2 separate regions of the Zea mays genome follow, and region 1 is linked to region 2. A link is a contact called in public Hi-C data. All regions are on one chromosome and are shown on one strand. The core of a region is the stretch at or near the end of the contact, and the rest is flanking DNA. Distances in the headings are between cores, read along the strand shown.

Region 1 (4,082 bases), core at 1,238-3,737, 210 kb after region 2:
TTGTAGAGTGAAGTTTAAAATAGGTAAATAGAGGAACTATTGAAGACAACCCTCACAACCTTAATTGATATATTATTGTTTAAAAGTGTACATTAAGTAAAACTAGTCGATTGCCCGTGCGTTGCGACGGCTCACAACAATATCCACATAAACTATCCACCAAAAAGATCTCAAAATTTTTTATTGATTGTCTCCGCTCTCCGCATAATTTTTTTATTTGCCTAACTGAGTCGACATCGTGGTAAAGAAAAGGCCATGTAGACAGACGATGCTGAGCCATCGAATAGGTATCATAGGCAGCAAATCAGGGACCACATCCGTTATCTCCCCCACTTCCAAGGTTTCATAGAGCAGGAAGGGAAGGGAAGAGACAGACATATCTGTTCGTTAGCTGGAGAAGGATACGACGAGAACCTAGACATCTGGAGCCGACATAGGTAGTATACCGCTAGATACATACAGGGGAGAGCACGCAAGTGGAGAAAAAGCCCGGCCAGAGCAGCTTCAAACCGAGAGGCACCCGCACCAGGCGACAGTCCGAAAAGGGTGAGAGAATGCGAGTGCCTTCCCACCCTGGACCCGCCGAGGCGACACAACACCACCACCAACTCCATAGCATATGCCGACTGCTACCGCGCTATGGGCCTTGGTTGTCCAATATCTCAGATCTGGACTCGTCATCGCCAAGATAACTTAAGCATGGCAGGCGTCATCGTGTCCTCCTCGGCGGCACGTACAGAGAAGAGCCAGGAGCAAGACCGACTCACCCGTACCCGCGTCGACGAGCGTCAGTCGGCTCGCGGCTGCGACCGCGGGCGGGGGCAGCAAGTTGGGGAGGAAGAATACGGCGAAGGTCGGGAAGACGAACGAGACGTCCGACGATGGCGAAATCGATGGTGCGTGCATGATGTGAAACGTCCTCGTGGACGTGCAATAGCCACTGTGCGAGTCGGTCCGGGGCTGGTGTCGGACGAATACGGGAAGGGGGCACATGCTCCTACGCCCTCTGCCGAGAATGGGGTCGTACGGAGTTGGAGGCATAAGGGAAGAGAGAAAATAAGTAGAATGGCGACCGAGATGGTGGCAACTGAGGCGAGGACCATCATTATTGTGCGGAGGTATAGATGGTCAGATGGACCGTGTCTGACGAGCTAGTCCGAGACACGACTCATTTAATAGTGTCTGGACCAACTCGGCAGGAGCGACGTGCAATGCTTGGGCCGTAGTCTCGAGCCGTAGTGCTGGCCCGACCCGACACGATTTTTTTTATTTTACAAACAATCATATATACATATGTACAATTTATATTCATTATTATAAACACCTGAGCATAATGTTCTACTGGTTAGACAACTTTGTCTAGTGTCTTCCACCCTTCTTCCATCAAGGTGTGAGTTCAAACCCTAACTCTTGCATCGCTTTTTAACATAACCCACCCCTATACCGTTTTTAACATTTTACGCTGAGTTAATTTAGAAGAAATGTAGGGAGTTTTTTGTAAAAAGATGACAGTTGAAACTGGTGTTTTAAGTATAGTAGAGATTAACATAACCCACCTCCTGCACCGTTTTTAATATTTTATGCTGAGTTAATTTAGCGAGTTTTTTATGAAAAGATGACCGTTAAAACTGGTGTTTTAAGTATAGTAGAGATCTACGTATGACTCAAAACTTAAAAGTTTGGATTAATTTGATCCTATGCGGTTTTTCACAGGTGCGATCAAAAGTTCGGAACCGACCCCATCTCTAAGTAGGGCAACAGCAACATATTTTTCTTCTTTTGGTTTTGTTTTTCCTTCTTTTGTTTAAACAATTTATATAACTGAATGACTAAGATTATCTCTAAGATACTCTTTATTTAGACTTTCTATTTAACTTTTTATTTATCTCTCTATAAAATTTATATAATATTTTATTCGAACAGACTCTTCAACATACAAGTTTGTTTGGATAGTGAGATTTGTTAGCCAAGTTTGGTTAGTGAATAAGTTAATTTAGAGAGCCGGATAGATTGATAAGTTAAATAGTTAATCTGTTGTAGAACTATTTTACTATTAAGTAGCTAAAATTTAGCTTAACAAGCTATTTAGCTAGTATTTTCTATCGTGGTGTGAGATAATCTTGGTAGCATATTATATACTTTTATGCGGGATTCCAGAGCATTGTAAACGGAGCGGTTTTCGGTGCACAGTGTGAGTGACGACTGACGAAAGTCACGAAACCTCTGGAGCGGCGGATAGCGGCTGGGGTAGAGACTAGAGAGTGGGGTTTCCACGCGGCGCGCAAGAGACAGCTCGAGGAGAAGAAGAGAAGAAGGCGGAAGAAAGCAACAAGAATTGGAGTTTGAGAAAAAAAAATGAAATTAATAAGGGAATGTGCAAGAGGGTACGAGTAGGTAAAAGCAAGAATCAGGTTGGAGAAAAGTGGTTTTACGCTGCAACAGGATCTTCTGTGGCTTTTAAGGGGGACTGGGGGAGCTACCGAGCACAGTGCAGAGGTCAGACCGTCAGAGGGAGTTGCTGGTGCAGTGGTGCGGGGGAGATCATCAGATCAGAGGGGTGTCTCCATGGCCGACAATGAGGGGACCCTGGACGCCGTCCTCAAGGAGGCCGTCGACTTGGTAACTGCTGGCCTTCCTCTTGTTGGGGTTGGGACGGTTCTTGGTGGGACAACGCTGCCGTTGGGCATATTTGCTGGTTCTTGGATTTCTTGGTTATTGCGTTGGTGTACAATCCTTCTGTTATACTATGTTCTCGGATTCCTGCGTTAGTACTTCGTTGCTTACTCATGGGTTGCATGGAAATGTAAGAGGCTTGGGTTGCTAGTCCTTGTTCTGCTGGTGCGCTGGGAGGCAGAATCGGGATGATTTCTACCTCCGTTCTTTTCTATTTACCGCTCGCTAGTTTATTTTTGAACTAAACTACCACAAATAAATAAGGAGGAAGTATATGTGAATATCATTATCAGAATTCTAGGTGACGACCCTGTAATAAGGTTCTTTATTGCTCTTTTCCATGTTCTTGCCACACATTCTGATCTTGACATCCTTTTGCTTCTATGAATAAGTTAGCATCTTTCTTTTCTACTCTCTTCTGATCATGATATCCCTTTGCTTGATGATTGTTGGCAATGGCATCTACCATCTTGCTTAATTATTTCCGTCATCCCATTTTTCTATTTGGTTAAATAATCTGCATGCAAGTTTTGTTCTATCGGCAATCGTACCTTGGACCCTTGGTTTGGTTGGTAGCAATAGCGGGTTGCAAATGGGCACTTAGCATTATAGTTTCTCTCGTTTATTTTGATGTGCGTCATGGTGATCAAATTGTCTGCCCTTTTCCCCAGATAACAGAATTTGTTCGTTTTATTACAATTATTTTGTAGGAGAACATCCCACTTGAGGAAGTTTTTGAGAATCTGAGATGCAGTCGTGGGGGGCTCACTTCCGAGCAGGCGCAGCAACGCCTGCAATTATTTGGCCCCAACAAGCTCGAAGAGAAGGAGGTCAGGTTTTTCTAGTCCCTTTGCATTCGGTCTTCTTGGGAAAGATTCTGTTCTTCCAGATTGTCGGAGTGATTAGCATGATTATTCACTTCTCTATGTAGCTGCTTCATATGTCACATTCAGTTAAACTGGCCATGGCTGCAGGAGAGCAAATTTCTCAAGTTTCTGGGATTCATGTGGAACCCACTGTCATGGGTCATGGAGGCTGCAGCTATCATGGCCATCGCACTGGCCAATGGTGGGGTAAGAAATATTGTTAAAAATCCAATTAAGGTCTTTCTATCTCACGTGGATTGGATGAGATTGAAAAAAAAATATAAAAGATTTTGACTTGTTTGGGATTTTAAAACCACTCAATCCACATGGATTGAGAGCAAAACAAACAAGCCATAAGTTTGTTATTGCCTTTTGTTTTTAGTGACTGGCGATGATATATTCGCTGTCATCAGGGAAAGCCACCAGACTGGCAGGATTTCGTTGGTATCATCACACTGCTGCTTATCAACTCAACTATCAGTTTCATAGAGGAAAATAATGCTGGGAATGCTGCTGCTGCGCTTATGGCCCGCCTTGCGCCGA
Region 2 (3,814 bases), core at 622-3,121:
GTGCTGGCGGGTACTACTACGAATCTGGATACTACCAGCCGAGGAACTACAACAGAGGCCGGGGTGGTCGCTCCGGCGGTGGCAACTCTTACTACAACAGCCATGGTGGAGGTGCACAGGGGCATCATCCTGGGAGTGTTGAGCTGGGCGCAAACGCCTAGCTTCGCTGACTGTTCTGTTTGATAATGAGGAGCGAGTGAGTCGTGCCATTTTGTTATTATAGAACTAACTTAGCCTGTTATTACGTCACCGTTGGTCCCATCCGTGAGTCTTTTTGCTGCTCGAGTGACTGCATATGGTCGGTCGGTATTGAGGAAATACTCTGGGAAAGTAGTTTCAGGTCATATTCGTTTTCTAAGTTACGTTTTTTTTTGTGTTAATATGCCCTTATTTCTTAATTATTATATACTCTGCTAGAGGTGTCGATGCCGCCACCAGATTTTGTCGTCGCATCAGGCTGCTACTTACTAGTATGTTCTATCGGACCTTTGCAGCATTTGGAGGTGATTGTTGACCTGTTCGTTGGCCTCGAAGTGTTTTTTTTTGTTGCAACGCCTACCAATCCGAACCGCTGGTACTACGGGAGACGAATGGTTGGTGCCTTGATGGCTCCAGCTCCAATTGAAATTGTCGGACTTCTGCCTTCATGGAGTCTCACCGCTGTCCTATATTGATTTGATGTACAGTTGACTATTGTTTGGAGGCTTGCCTGGTTGTTTGCCTTCTTTAAGACTGGTAGCAACGTTAGCCTGTATATTGCATCCCCTAAATACTAATTTAGAGATTCCTCCAAAAGAGTTTTCCCCTTAAATAAATTTTATCCGCAGCGGTATCCTGTACGGCGTATCCTCTATGTCATACGGGCCCATGCCCAGTCACGCAAACGAGAGGAGCCGGGAGCTAGGACTTGCCGGATGCTCCCTCGTCCTCCATATCTGCGGGATGGAGCCGCCCCCTGGATAATACGGAACGAAGTACCGGGTACCACTGCAGACGTTTTTTATTCTTAGATCCGGTATTCTACAGGTCCAGGACGACATACAGGCCACCGCTGCTACCAGTCTAAACTTTGGCGTTGTTTGTCTTCGGAATGGATTTAGATACTTATTCATGTTAAATTGTCTTTATTCGAATGCGAGCAAATAGGATATAAAATTTGTTATGTAAATTTATATTTTTGTTTTTTATATTGAGTTTATTGAGATTCATAAAAAGTAATTTTCAAATTCGTTCTATATATTTTTTAAATAATTGATACAAATTTCGGATATGAATGTGATTCGGATTTAGATGTTTTTCACTTTTTTTTCTTGTATGGGAAAATAATGTAAAAAAACATTGTGCACAGGTTTATTCTTGTCCTTAAATAATATGCTTGACAATATGACTAAAGTTTATTAAATTATATATATATATATATGTTAAAATATTAAATTTATTAAATAATTCGGATATTTAGGACCGATTCGCCTGTGCCCCACGTGAGCCGCAACAGGTCGTAGGTCGGGCTGAGGCGCATGTTCTCGACGACAGCGACACGAAGCAATTATGATTTATCTTTTGGCTCGCGCGTGGTCGTGTCAATATAGCTAGCGTTTTGGTAGGATTTGTCGATTTGATCAGACAGCTCACATATGTTATCTTTAAAAACAGATTTAAAAAGGCTAGAAAAACATGTCTGATCAAAAGTCAAGAATTAAGTAGTCCTTCAGCCTACAGAAGAGAACGCCAGTTCGTCTAAAGGCTTTTCCTTCGATACAACGTGGCTTGAGCCAAAATGCCTGAGACCCAAAACATATCACAGCGACTCGGCCCATAGAATCAGGCCCGACAGTATTTTCAGGGCGGGCTTGTTCTATTGGACACAAGTTGTTATCCTCCCCTACACCCACACACCGTGCTTGCATTCATTAGCCTTGTTAGTTGCGGTACGGACGTCGCTATACCTTTCAGGCCGCAACAGACACCGCAGGAGGAAACAAGCAGGGAATCACTGGGCCATACGATACACAGGGGGAAAGGCGATAGCGATGATGACACTGCGATCCGAGTAGTCCACTGCACATACTAGCACGTTGCGAGTTCCGACAATACGCAGCAGTACGATCCGAATGGACGCAGCCACAACGACAATGTATAGCAGACGTCTTTATCAAAACTCGAAAGAATAGGGGGGAAAGGACAACGCTACTGCATAGAAGTAGCAGCCATCAGCAACGGCCAAGCAGTATCTGTGTCGATCCGATTCGAAGATGGACGAGGGAATCAGGTTCGTCACCGCATCCATCTCAATCGGTAGTGTCCTTCTGTGAACAATGCGGACCCGTGTTTCTTATGTGAAAATAAACTTGTTCCTATAAAAATTTATGTATGGTTTCTCTGGAATTCATCAGCCTGTTTGGTTTCCGATGCCTAGGGATGAAAACGATCGGAAACACCGGTGTCGGCGTTTCGAAACCCGGGGGTCCCTGGACCGACAAGTAAACTGTCGCCGCGTGCCCCAGCCCAGATGGGTCAGCGCGAGACGGAGCGCGAAGGGGGAGGCAGCCGAAGAGGAGACGGGTGTGAGAGGTAGAAATCCCGCGGCCTTCGTGTTTGTCCCGCGCCCAGGTCGGGTGCGCTTGCAGTAGGGGGTTACAAGCGTCCACGCGGGAGAGAGCGAGCGGCCTCACGCGAGCGCCCGTCCCGTCCTTCCCCGCGCGGCCAACCCTCTGTAAGAGGGCCCTGATCCTTCCTTTTATAGGCGCAAGGAAAGGATCCAGGTGTACAATGGGGGTGTAGCAGTGTGCTAACATGTCTAGCGGAGGAGAGCTAGCGCCCTAAGTACATGCCATCGTGGCAGCCGGAGAGGTTTTGGCACCCGGTTCGTGTGGTGTCGTGCCCGTCGGAGGAGCGCCGGAGCCTGGCGGAAGGACAGCTGTCGGGGCTGTCGAGTCCTTGCTGACGTCCTCTTGCTTCCGTAAGGGGGCTGAGAGCCGCCGTCGTCATAGAGCGTGCGGGGCGCCATCATTACTTGTCTGGCGGAGCGAGCCAGATGGGACGCCGATCTTGTTCCCCGTAGCCTGAGTCAGCTTGGGGTAGGGTAATGATGGCGCCTCCTGTTGACGTGGTCGGTTCGTGCCCTGGGTTGGGCGATGTGGAGGCTCCTCCGAGGTCGAGGTCGAGTCTGTCTTCCGAGGCTGAGGTCGAGTCCGAGCCCCTGGGTCGGGCGAGGCGGAGACCGTCGGCTAAGGCCAGGGCTGAGTCCGAGCCCTAGGGTCGGGCGAAGCGGAGTTTCCTATGGCGCCTGAGGCCGGGCCTGGCTGCTGTCAGCCTCACTCTGTCGAGCGGCACAACAGTCGGAGTGGCGCAGGCGACGCTGTCCTCTTGTCAGACCGGTCAGTGGAGCGGCGAAGTGACTACGGTCACTTGGCTCTGTCGACTGGAGGGCGTGCGTCAGGATAAAGGTGTCAGGCCACCTTCACATTAAATGCCCCTGCGATTTGGTCGGTTGGCGCAGCGATTTGGCCAAGGTTGCTTCTTGGTGAAGGCTGGGCCTCGGGCGAGCCGAAAGTATGTCCGTTGCTGGAGGGGGCCTCGGGCGAGACGTAGATCCTCCGGGGTCGGCTGCCCTTGCCCGAGGCTGGGCCCGGTGAGGCGTGATCGAGTCCCTCGAATGGACCGATCCTTGACTTAGTCGCACCCATCAAGCCTTCGCAGCTTTGTGCTGATGGGGGTTACCAGCTGAGAATTAGGAGCCTTGAGGGTACCCCTAATTATGGTCCCCGACAACCGGTAAACACTAAAACCATTACCATTTTCATATTTTTTTATC

What was found. A called contact is a pair of places that touch in the nucleus more often than the background predicts.
Region 1: a Hi-C map of tassel shows a contact between it and region 2, with 2.1 times the contacts expected there. The contact joins the promoter of LOC100383411 here to the enhancer-like site in region 2. A contact is called at or near these places in 1 of 25 Hi-C or Micro-C datasets (tassel) and 1 of 3 datasets of contacts at active chromatin or transcription factors (leaf).

What each region holds. Positions count from the first base shown.
Region 1 is chr1:268,816,961-268,821,042 of Zm-B73-REFERENCE-NAM-5.0, forward strand. LOC100383411 reads left to right here and starts at 2,488. Exons shown (of 21, transcript NM_001362081.1): 1 at 2,488-2,619; 2 at 3,384-3,503; 3 at 3,648-3,746; 4 at 3,953-4,082. The coding sequence starts at 2,566.
Region 2 is chr1:268,607,305-268,611,118 of Zm-B73-REFERENCE-NAM-5.0, forward strand. It overlaps LOC100382366, which reads left to right. Exons shown (of 4, transcript NM_001175111.1): 4 at 1-356. The coding sequence ends at 161. Among protein-coding and RNA genes, the nearest start is that of LOC100382366, 9.1 kb to the left of the region's middle. Within about 2 kb of position 1,872, at least 18 of the 20 cell types and tissues checked have an H3K27ac peak or open chromatin away from gene starts, as enhancers often do. A contact at or near this core is called in leaf and tassel, where this site is marked.